Regions from separate parts of the Capra hircus genome. Here region 2 is linked to region 1. Evidence: chromatin contacts called from public Hi-C data. All regions are on one chromosome and are shown on one strand. Each heading gives the region's core, a stretch centred on a gene start, on an enhancer-like site or on the middle of the called end of the contact. The rest is flanking DNA. Distances are from core to core; before and after follow the strand shown. Region 1 has its middle 30 kb from the start of ABHD4. Region 2 holds the start of CDH24 (cadherin-24).

Region 1 (3,999 bases), core at 526-3,025:
ATTGTTTTCTTCTTGGTTTGCCCATAAAATCTAACTCCCATGGGGTCACATGTAAAGCCTTTAACAGATATCACTTTAGTTATCAGGTACTATCTCAGCAAGAAAATCCATTCAATTATGAGCTCCTTGGGATGGGAAGTATATGGTGTTCATCCATGTGTCTGTAACACCCAGCACAGTGCCTGGCACACAATTGATGCTTAATATACACTTAAGCAGCAAGTGAACAAATAAATGAGGCAGGGGGCTCTGGAGGCACTGGGGAAGGAGCGAAGACGTATATGTATATGGTGGGGTGAGGGAACATAAGAGAAAGGAAAACAGGGATTAATAGACGAGGTGGCCCAGTGAGCCACATTTTCACAATTTGTGTATGTGTGGTCGCTCAGTGTTGTCTGACTCTTTGCAACCTCATGGACTATAGCCTGCCATGCTGTCCATGGGAGTTTTCAAGCAAGAATACTGGAGTGGATTGCCATTTCCTACTCCAGGGGATTTTCCTGACCCAGAGACTGAACCCGAGTCTCCTGCATTGGCAGGCAGATTCTTTACCGTTGAGCCTCCTGAGAAGGCATTTCATAATTTAGCCAAGAGCTAAGAGTAACCTGTCAGGAACTATCAGGAAAAGCAGAACCTGAGTGATGGTCCCTTGGCCAGAGCAGCCTCGGGTGGGCACTCATCCAGAGCCTGGGGGATGGGAAAGCACCCAGGGCTTCTAGGAATCAGCCCTCCTGTTACTGAAGGGCCACACCCAGGTCCAGGGCTGCAGGTGGCCTTACCATTCACCTCACTTTCTCCACAAGTCCTGTCTTAAAATTCTCTCTCCATCTACCTCTGGGAGCAACCTGTGGGAAGAAGAGCTTCTGACTGATGGGTGGGTCTGGGGAGGTCTGCAAGCCCCGGTCACTGTCACTCTGTTAATGAGCACACTGAGAAGCCAGGAGGCTGGCAGGTGGGTGCCCTGCCACCTGGGATTCAGGCCTAGTTTCACCCAGACACACACATGAGTAAGGTTTCCTCTGAGTATCACACTGAGAGCTATATTTTGAAATTAATAAGCAGGTCAGACATTGAGTCAGTAGCCAGATGTAGGACAGGAAGTGGAAAAAGTCTCCCACTTCCGTGCAGGTGTTTGGGGGGGGCTTGGGGCGGCCCCTCCCATTTCCATGACGTCATGGCTGCCGCGAGGGGCAAGTGGGGCACCCTTTGAAGCTCTCCCACAGAAGCCACATCCTCTGGAAAAAACGAGTTAAAAATACCGAGTTAGAGATAGCATCACCCCAGGCCACGTGCCGGGGCCGGGAGGGCCGGGCCGTTACACCACCACGACCGCAGGTGCGACAGGAAGGCGGCGAGCTGGGAAGGGCCGGCGGGGCCCTGGCGGCGGCACCCACGCCCACGGCAGGCAGGGCGGCTGCGCACCCCACAGCGAGAAGTACCCCCGCCCCGCCTATCGCCCCCTCCCCCCAGCCAAGTCCTAAGATCAAACCTTGATCTCACTCGATCACACCATTTATTTATGCTGACAGGCCCTCTAGGCTTCTGTCCAGCCCGCCCTCCCCGGGAGGTGTGGGCACATCTCCCCCTCCTATGCACGGCTGGAGCTGGTTCTCCAAGGAACCGCTCCAGGTCAGGGTTGAAGTGCAAGATGATGGTCTAGAGGGACATCTGGCTCTCAGAAGCCAAGGAGACCAGGATTCGGGAGGCCGGGAGATGGAGAGCCACAGAAGGACCATGGGAACCTGAGACCTGAAGACCGCGGGGTTTGGACGTCCGGCTCTGTGGTAGTGTCCCAGCCACCCACCTGGGGGCAGCAGAGCTCCACCAAAGAGGCCTCTTCTCCCTTAATCCGCTTCTTTTGAGGAAGGAAAACCCCCAAACGCTTAAGAAAATGTCTTTTCAAAGGTAAATAAAAGGACAGGAGACTTCCTTCCAGGAGCCGAGCCCCTGCCCTTTGTCCATCACTGACCTGGGCTCCTGCCCGGGTGATCCTGTCACATCCCTTGGAGGAGAGAGAGTGTAGGGTCTGGCCCCGTAGACAGCAGGGGGCGCTACCTGCCCAGGATCACGAGGCTCCTTCATCCAGAGCACTAGATAGGAGCCCCCAGGGAGTGGGTGGCGCAGTCCCCTGGGAGCCGGGAGAGAGCTTTGGATTCAGAATCAGGGAGCCTGGGCTGGCCACCAGGATCCACCACTACCTCCTGCCCTTTGGGCATCTCACTAACCACCCACAGCTTCAGTTTCCCAATGGGATCAGTGCTCTCTCACAGGGTAGTTTAAGAACCAAGGCTGCTCTCACAGTGCATACCTGCCAAGTGCAGACACAGGCCAGGCCCCAGGGATTCAGGCTCTGTACAAACTATAGGACTCCACACAGATGAAGCTCAAGAACAAGCAAAACTAATCACCAGCGACAGAAATGGGAACAGTGGATGCCTCTGGGGTACAAGGACTGGCTGGAAAGGGGCCCCAGGGAAGCTTCCAGGTGGTGGAAATATTCTGCATCTTGATTTGGGTGATTTACACAGGTGTAGAGACATGTCAAAATAAGCCCAACTGTACACATAAGATTTGTGCATTTTAGCACAGGTAAATTATACAGTAAAGTACTGTTCCTATTAACACATGCACAGTTTCAGCATAGTAAACTGAATGCACATTTTAAGGGAATGCCTAGAAAATTGAACAGAGACCCTGCCTGGGGGTCGGTAGAGCTAGGTCAGGCTGGACCACCACGCTGAGATAAAAGTGGGGCTGCTGCTTCACCAGTGTGTCTCTGTTGCCCACAGTAGACAGGCATTTCTCCCCTCATTATGCCCCAGGAGCTTCTGGTTTCACCATCATATTCATTTTCTTTCCCCCTCCATGGCTTCCAGAAGAGCTTGAGGGAGGAGAAATTACAGCTATGGGAGGCCCTGGCAAGGCTGCAGCCAATTTTCAGAACAAAGCCGGCCCTCCCGGCCCCAAGGCACTCCAGGCTGCCCACTCTGCTCTTTGCAACACCCCTGAACACTCTTGCTTTTTATCTCCCCTCTCACCCTCTGGGGGCCTCTCTGCTTTCAAAACGGCCCCCTTGGGGATTCCCTGGCAGTCCCCAGTTAGGACTCTGCCTTCCACTGCAGGGGGCATTGGGTTCAGTTCCTGGTCGGGGAACTAAGAATCCACACGCCATACGGCACAAGCCTCTCCCCCAAAAGGGGCCCCCAGGAGCTAGAGGCAAAGTCTGATGAAAGTAGACCACCCCCAATGGGTCGTTTCTCTGGGCAGCCCTCATCCCAAGCCAGAACACCACACATCATCCCAGAGGGGTCTCACCACCTTTGGGAAAAGGGCAGCCCGTTCTCACTGTTTGTTTTGGAAATGTAGGCACACTCCCATTCCAGAGGCAATAGGATCCAGGGGAGAGAGCCCTTCTGTTGTCAGATTCTTTAAAAATCCCCCCGAGAAGCAGAAAGCGTGCTTGTCTATCCTTTTCCTGAGCCACCCACACAGAATTCAGCCAAGGAGGGAAAAAGGGACGATTAGGGAAAGAGCATATAAATGTGAGACATGGTTGGCAGGACTTCAGAGAGTTTGAGTAGATGAAGGACTGTGGTTCAGAGAGTGGTCAGCAACTGGTCTCCATCTCATGCTTCTAGCGTTGATGGGAGGAAACTGGGCTAACATGAAACAGGAGTTTTTTCCAGTGGAGACAGTGAGACACTATTTTTAGCAAACTCTAGGGAGGCCTTGCCTCTCCTTGCTGACCCAAGTTATTCCAGAGATTTACCGGGGGACGTGGGTGAGGCAACATCCTTATCTGGAATCTTTATGAAGAATAGCGTGTCTGTGCAACACCAAAGCAAACATGATCTGGCTTTGACCTTCACAGGAAAGCCAAGCAGTAGGCAGGGTATGGTCCCTCCCTTTCACAAATGGAGAAAGGTGAAGTGGCTCACTTGCCATCACAGTGAATGAGGCCCACATCAGCGCTAGTGGACGCCCAAATCGCAGGTGGCT
Region 2 (3,999 bases), core at 869-3,368, 400 kb after region 1:
GTGACAGAAAGTTAAAGAGTCTACGTCTAGGACTGGGGACAGTGTTGGGAATCCTCAGGGACCAAGGTCATTGCAGAAGTGATGAAGTTGCAGAGGAGAGCCTTGAGAGTCAGGGGAGACGCGGGAGGGGCTGAGCCTTACCTTGCCAATAAGGACAGGCTCTGGTCCAGCGTACTCCTCAATGACAAAGAATTGGTTCCACACCCAGCTCCTTCGGGTCCGAAGCAGTGATGGTTCTGGGGCCCCCCGGGACCCTGCCCAAGCCCGGGCTGGGGCTGCCAGGCGCCCCATGCAGCCCCAGCCACCCAGCCAAGCCAGCAGGAGCCTCACCAGGCCCCACATGTTTGGGCTCCAGCCAAGGCTCTGTTCACTGATCCTGGGTGCTGAGGCATGAGCTGGCTGGGGCAGAGGGGCAGAGGCGTTGGGGCTACCCCATGGATCCACACCTGTAGGACAGGCAGTTGTTCAGGGTCGAGGAAACCCTTACCATCTCCTCCCAAAGTTAGACGCTCCAAATATCAGACCTCCAAGGAACCAGACACCCCACTGCCCAGAACCCAGAATGAAAACGAGAGCAGTCTGGTCTTTCCCTCCGGCCAGGCTCTCTGCCTGTATTCACCTCCAGCCCTCTAAGCTGATAGATCTTTGGCCAGTCAACTCTGAATAGGGAAGCTTGGGAAGAAAATAGGAGAGGGATGCTGGGAGGGCTTAGAACCGCAAATCTGGCCCCTGAACTCCCAGGGTGAGTGTGCAGCTAGGTGCTGGAGGAGAGGGGGGCTACCATGGAAAGGGCTTAAAAATCCAGGACCTGGGATTCATGGAGGTGTGGTCTCAGGGTGCCGAGGGCCAGGCTGAAATGATAAGGAGGGCTGCCTCAGACAGGATTGAGAACCTGTGAAAGTCTGTCCTCCACAGGAAGCCCTCCTCTCCAGAATCTGCTCCCTAGCACACTGCTAGCTGAAGTCCTTGAAGGGGGACTGGGCTCACAGACAGAGTGAGAGGGGGGAGCTGAGAAAAGGGGAGCGGTAGAAGCCAGGAGACTGGGGAGGCAGACCCAGAGGCTAGAGACACAGCGAGATGCAGGGTGAGAACAAGGCTCAGGGACTGTCCGCAGAGACAGAAAGAATGGCAGCAAGAAACAGGAGGAAAGAGATCAAAGGAGGTAGTCTGGGTGTCTGAAAGGCAGAGAGGAGTCCTGGGTACCAGGCTCCAGAATGGGTGGAAGGGCGGCCAGCACTGTGGTAAGCAGGAAGGGGCGGCTTCAACTGCGGGGGTCAGACCAGGCCGCCCCAGCTCAGAACTTCATTCTGGGAGAGGGGGCAGCTGGGAGGGGATGCGGGAAGGAAGGTAGAGAGAGGACCCTTCCCACCGCTGTCTCCCCCTTCTCCTCCTAGGGGGGACCCCTCAAGTGGCTGTGGCTGCGCCCCTCCTCCCCCAGAGCAGACACACACCTGACAGTCCTTTCCTTCCCGAGGGAAGAGGGAAGCCGGAGGGAAGCCAGGGACCTGGGAGGGAGGCGGGACGAAGAGAAGGTAGGGGATAGGGGAGTGAGAAACAGGATAGCGGGAAGGGAAGAGGAGAGGAGGGGAGAGGGAGGATCGGGGAGAGGAAGGAAAGCGGGAAAAGGAAGACAGGAAAGGAGAGAAAGGTGAAGGAAGAAAAAGGCGAAGAGGAAGGGGAGATGGAGCAAGACAGGCAAGAGGGAGAGAGAAGGGTTGGGGAGACAGGGAAGGGGCAGAAAAAGCAAACAGGCAGAAGAGGAGGCAGAATGAAGAGAAATCGAGGGAGAGGAAAATGGGAAAAAGAGGAAAAGAGGTGCGAGGGAAGAAGGGAAAGCGGTAGAGCGCGGGAGAAGGGAGCCGGCAGTGGCTCCCAGCCGCGGAGCGCACCGCTCGCCGCTCTGAAGACACCCGCAGGCTGCGGGCCCCCTGCTGCCCCTTCGCGGATTCCCGACCGTGGGCTCCAGGACAGGCGCCCTTACCTGGCAGTGCCTAGGGGCCCAGCTTGGCGGGGAGCGCTCCCGCCCGGCCCCGTCGCCGGGTCCCAGGGGCGCAGCCCCGAGCCGATCGGAGCGGGCGCCGCGGCTCCGCTGCAGGTCTGAGCGGCCCCGGCGAGAACAAGGGAGCGAGACGGAGGGGGCGGGGGAAGGAGGCTCCGCCTGAGGAGGAGCGAGGCGGCTCCGCGCCGCGCGGGAGAGGAGAGCCCAGCCTCCGACCCTCCCCGGCCAGCCCGGGCCGCGCGGCGAGGGCGGGGGCGGCGCCTGGTGCCCGCCCCCTCGGCGCTGCTGGCCGCCGGGCGCATACAGATGCGGCGCCCCTCCCGGGCCGGGCCCGCAGCGCCCTGAGGGGCACTCGGGTGGGAGTGCGTCCAGGCCGTTTCCGAAGAGCTAGCGGGGAGGGCGCATCGCGGGGCGCGAAGAGGCCCGCAGCCGGACGAAGGGCGAGCGCACGGGGAACCCGGGAGCCTGGAACCCACTGCGGAGGCCCGGCTCGCCGCTCCCGAACCGGCCTTGGGAACTGCGGAGGACCTCGGCCGTGAGGCGGCATTTTGGGAACCTGTGGAGGGCAGGGTAGCGGGCCGGCTGGGGGCCTTAAGCACGGCTGACGGGTCCAGGGAGTCCGCGGACTGGGCCCAGGGAACAAACAGGTCAGGGACCGAGGCAAGACATCCGCGGGAGGGCACGGAGCCTTTTTGGGAAGCTCGTTTACAGAAGCCTACTGAGCGAGCTGCTGCCGCCCCCTGGTGGCAGTTATGGGAAGACCTTGAAGGTGGTGAGCAGGTGACCAACTGCCTCTAGCAACAGGACAGGACCGTCATCTTCCAAGGGGGTCTTCCTCACTGTGGGGAGGGGGGAAGCCGCACAGCTGTGGTGTGGTCAGAGCCGAGGCCGGGATGGAGGCGGGGTGGGGAGTCCCCTCTACGGGAAGGAGCAGCCTAAGCGTATGGAATGCAAGTAATGCTGGCTGCACTTAACAGGAGACAGCCTCCACTTCAATTTGGCTCTCACCCAGGCCCTGGCCAAGGAAAGCCACTCAATCACACACTAGTTAAAACTAAGTCAGATTTTTATTATTTTCCATAGACCACATCATTTAATAATAAAAAAAATAAAAATAAAAATTGAACAAAAGGAAAAGGTGGATATAAAGTGGAACCGGTGGGCAGGAGCCAAAGGCTGCAGGACAGAAGAGACTGGGAACTGCAGGGGCCCTGGGACTCAGGAGGAGATGCTGATTCAGCTCATAGGTGACCCAGTCCTGGCCCCGGCTGTTCCCAAAAGGGGGGTTCGAGTACCAGAGGTGGTGAGTAGGATGGAGGAAAAAACAAGGGAGGTTTGGGGCTCCTGGCTGTTCCCCACTTCTCAGCCAATACCTCCCTCCCTAACTTAGCTCTTCCCTCTCACAGACTTCACTGGAAATGAGAGGAGAGGGCTGAGTCCTAAGAGACAGATTATGGAGGTGGGGTAGGGGTGGGAAGGTGGCCACTGCTCCATGTGGTATTTGGGGACAGGTGGCAGCCAGACTCAGCACTGGGCAAATGGTGTGAACGACCCTGGTTCCAGGGTGGTGGAGATTGTACCTATCCCTCTGTGGCCTTGAACCCACCCTGGGGGAGGGTGGCCCATGCCTGCAGCTCTCCCTAGTGTCTTCCCAGCTAGCGGCGCCCGCCCCGGTCCCGCACAGGTGTGCTCCTGCTCCGGCTCCTACTGTGGCGCTTGGTGTCTCTGCGGTCCCTCTCCCTGCCTCGTTCCCGCTCCCTGTCCCTCTCCCGATCTCGATCCCCCCTGTCCCGCTCCCGGTCCCTCTCTCTCTCCCTGTCCCTCTCTCGGCTGTGTTCTCGACGCTTCTCTCGCTCCAGCTGCCGGGTCCGTTCCCGCTCCGCCTCCTTCTCCCTCTCCTTCTGCTCTTCTTCTTCTTGCTCCTTTCGCCGCTTCTCCCGCTCCTTGGCCCGTTCAGCCCGCTCTGCCTCCTTCTGAACAATCTGTAGCAGGCAGGGAAG

The links. Hi-C and Micro-C count contacts between places; a contact is called where the count stands out from the background.
Region 2: a Hi-C map of blood shows a contact between it and region 1, with 2.5 times the contacts expected there. The contact joins the promoter of CDH24 here to the enhancer-like site in region 1. A contact is called at or near these places in 2 of 5 Hi-C or Micro-C datasets (both in blood).

Annotation. Positions count from the first base shown.
Region 1 is chr10:79,222,151-79,226,149 of ARS1.2, forward strand. No RefSeq gene overlaps it. Among named protein-coding and RNA genes, the nearest start is that of ABHD4, 30 kb to the right of the region's middle. Within about 2 kb of position 1,776, at least 5 of the 5 cell types and tissues checked have an H3K27ac peak or open chromatin away from gene starts, as enhancers often do.
Region 2 is chr10:79,622,802-79,626,800 of ARS1.2, forward strand. CDH24 (cadherin-24) reads right to left here and starts at 2,119. Exons shown (of 13, transcript XM_005685346.3): 1 at 1,982-2,119; 2 at 142-446. The coding sequence starts at 342. ACIN1 (apoptotic chromatin condensation inducer in the nucleus) reads right to left here. Exons shown (of 19, transcript XM_018054585.1): 19 at 3,048-3,981. The coding sequence ends at 3,655.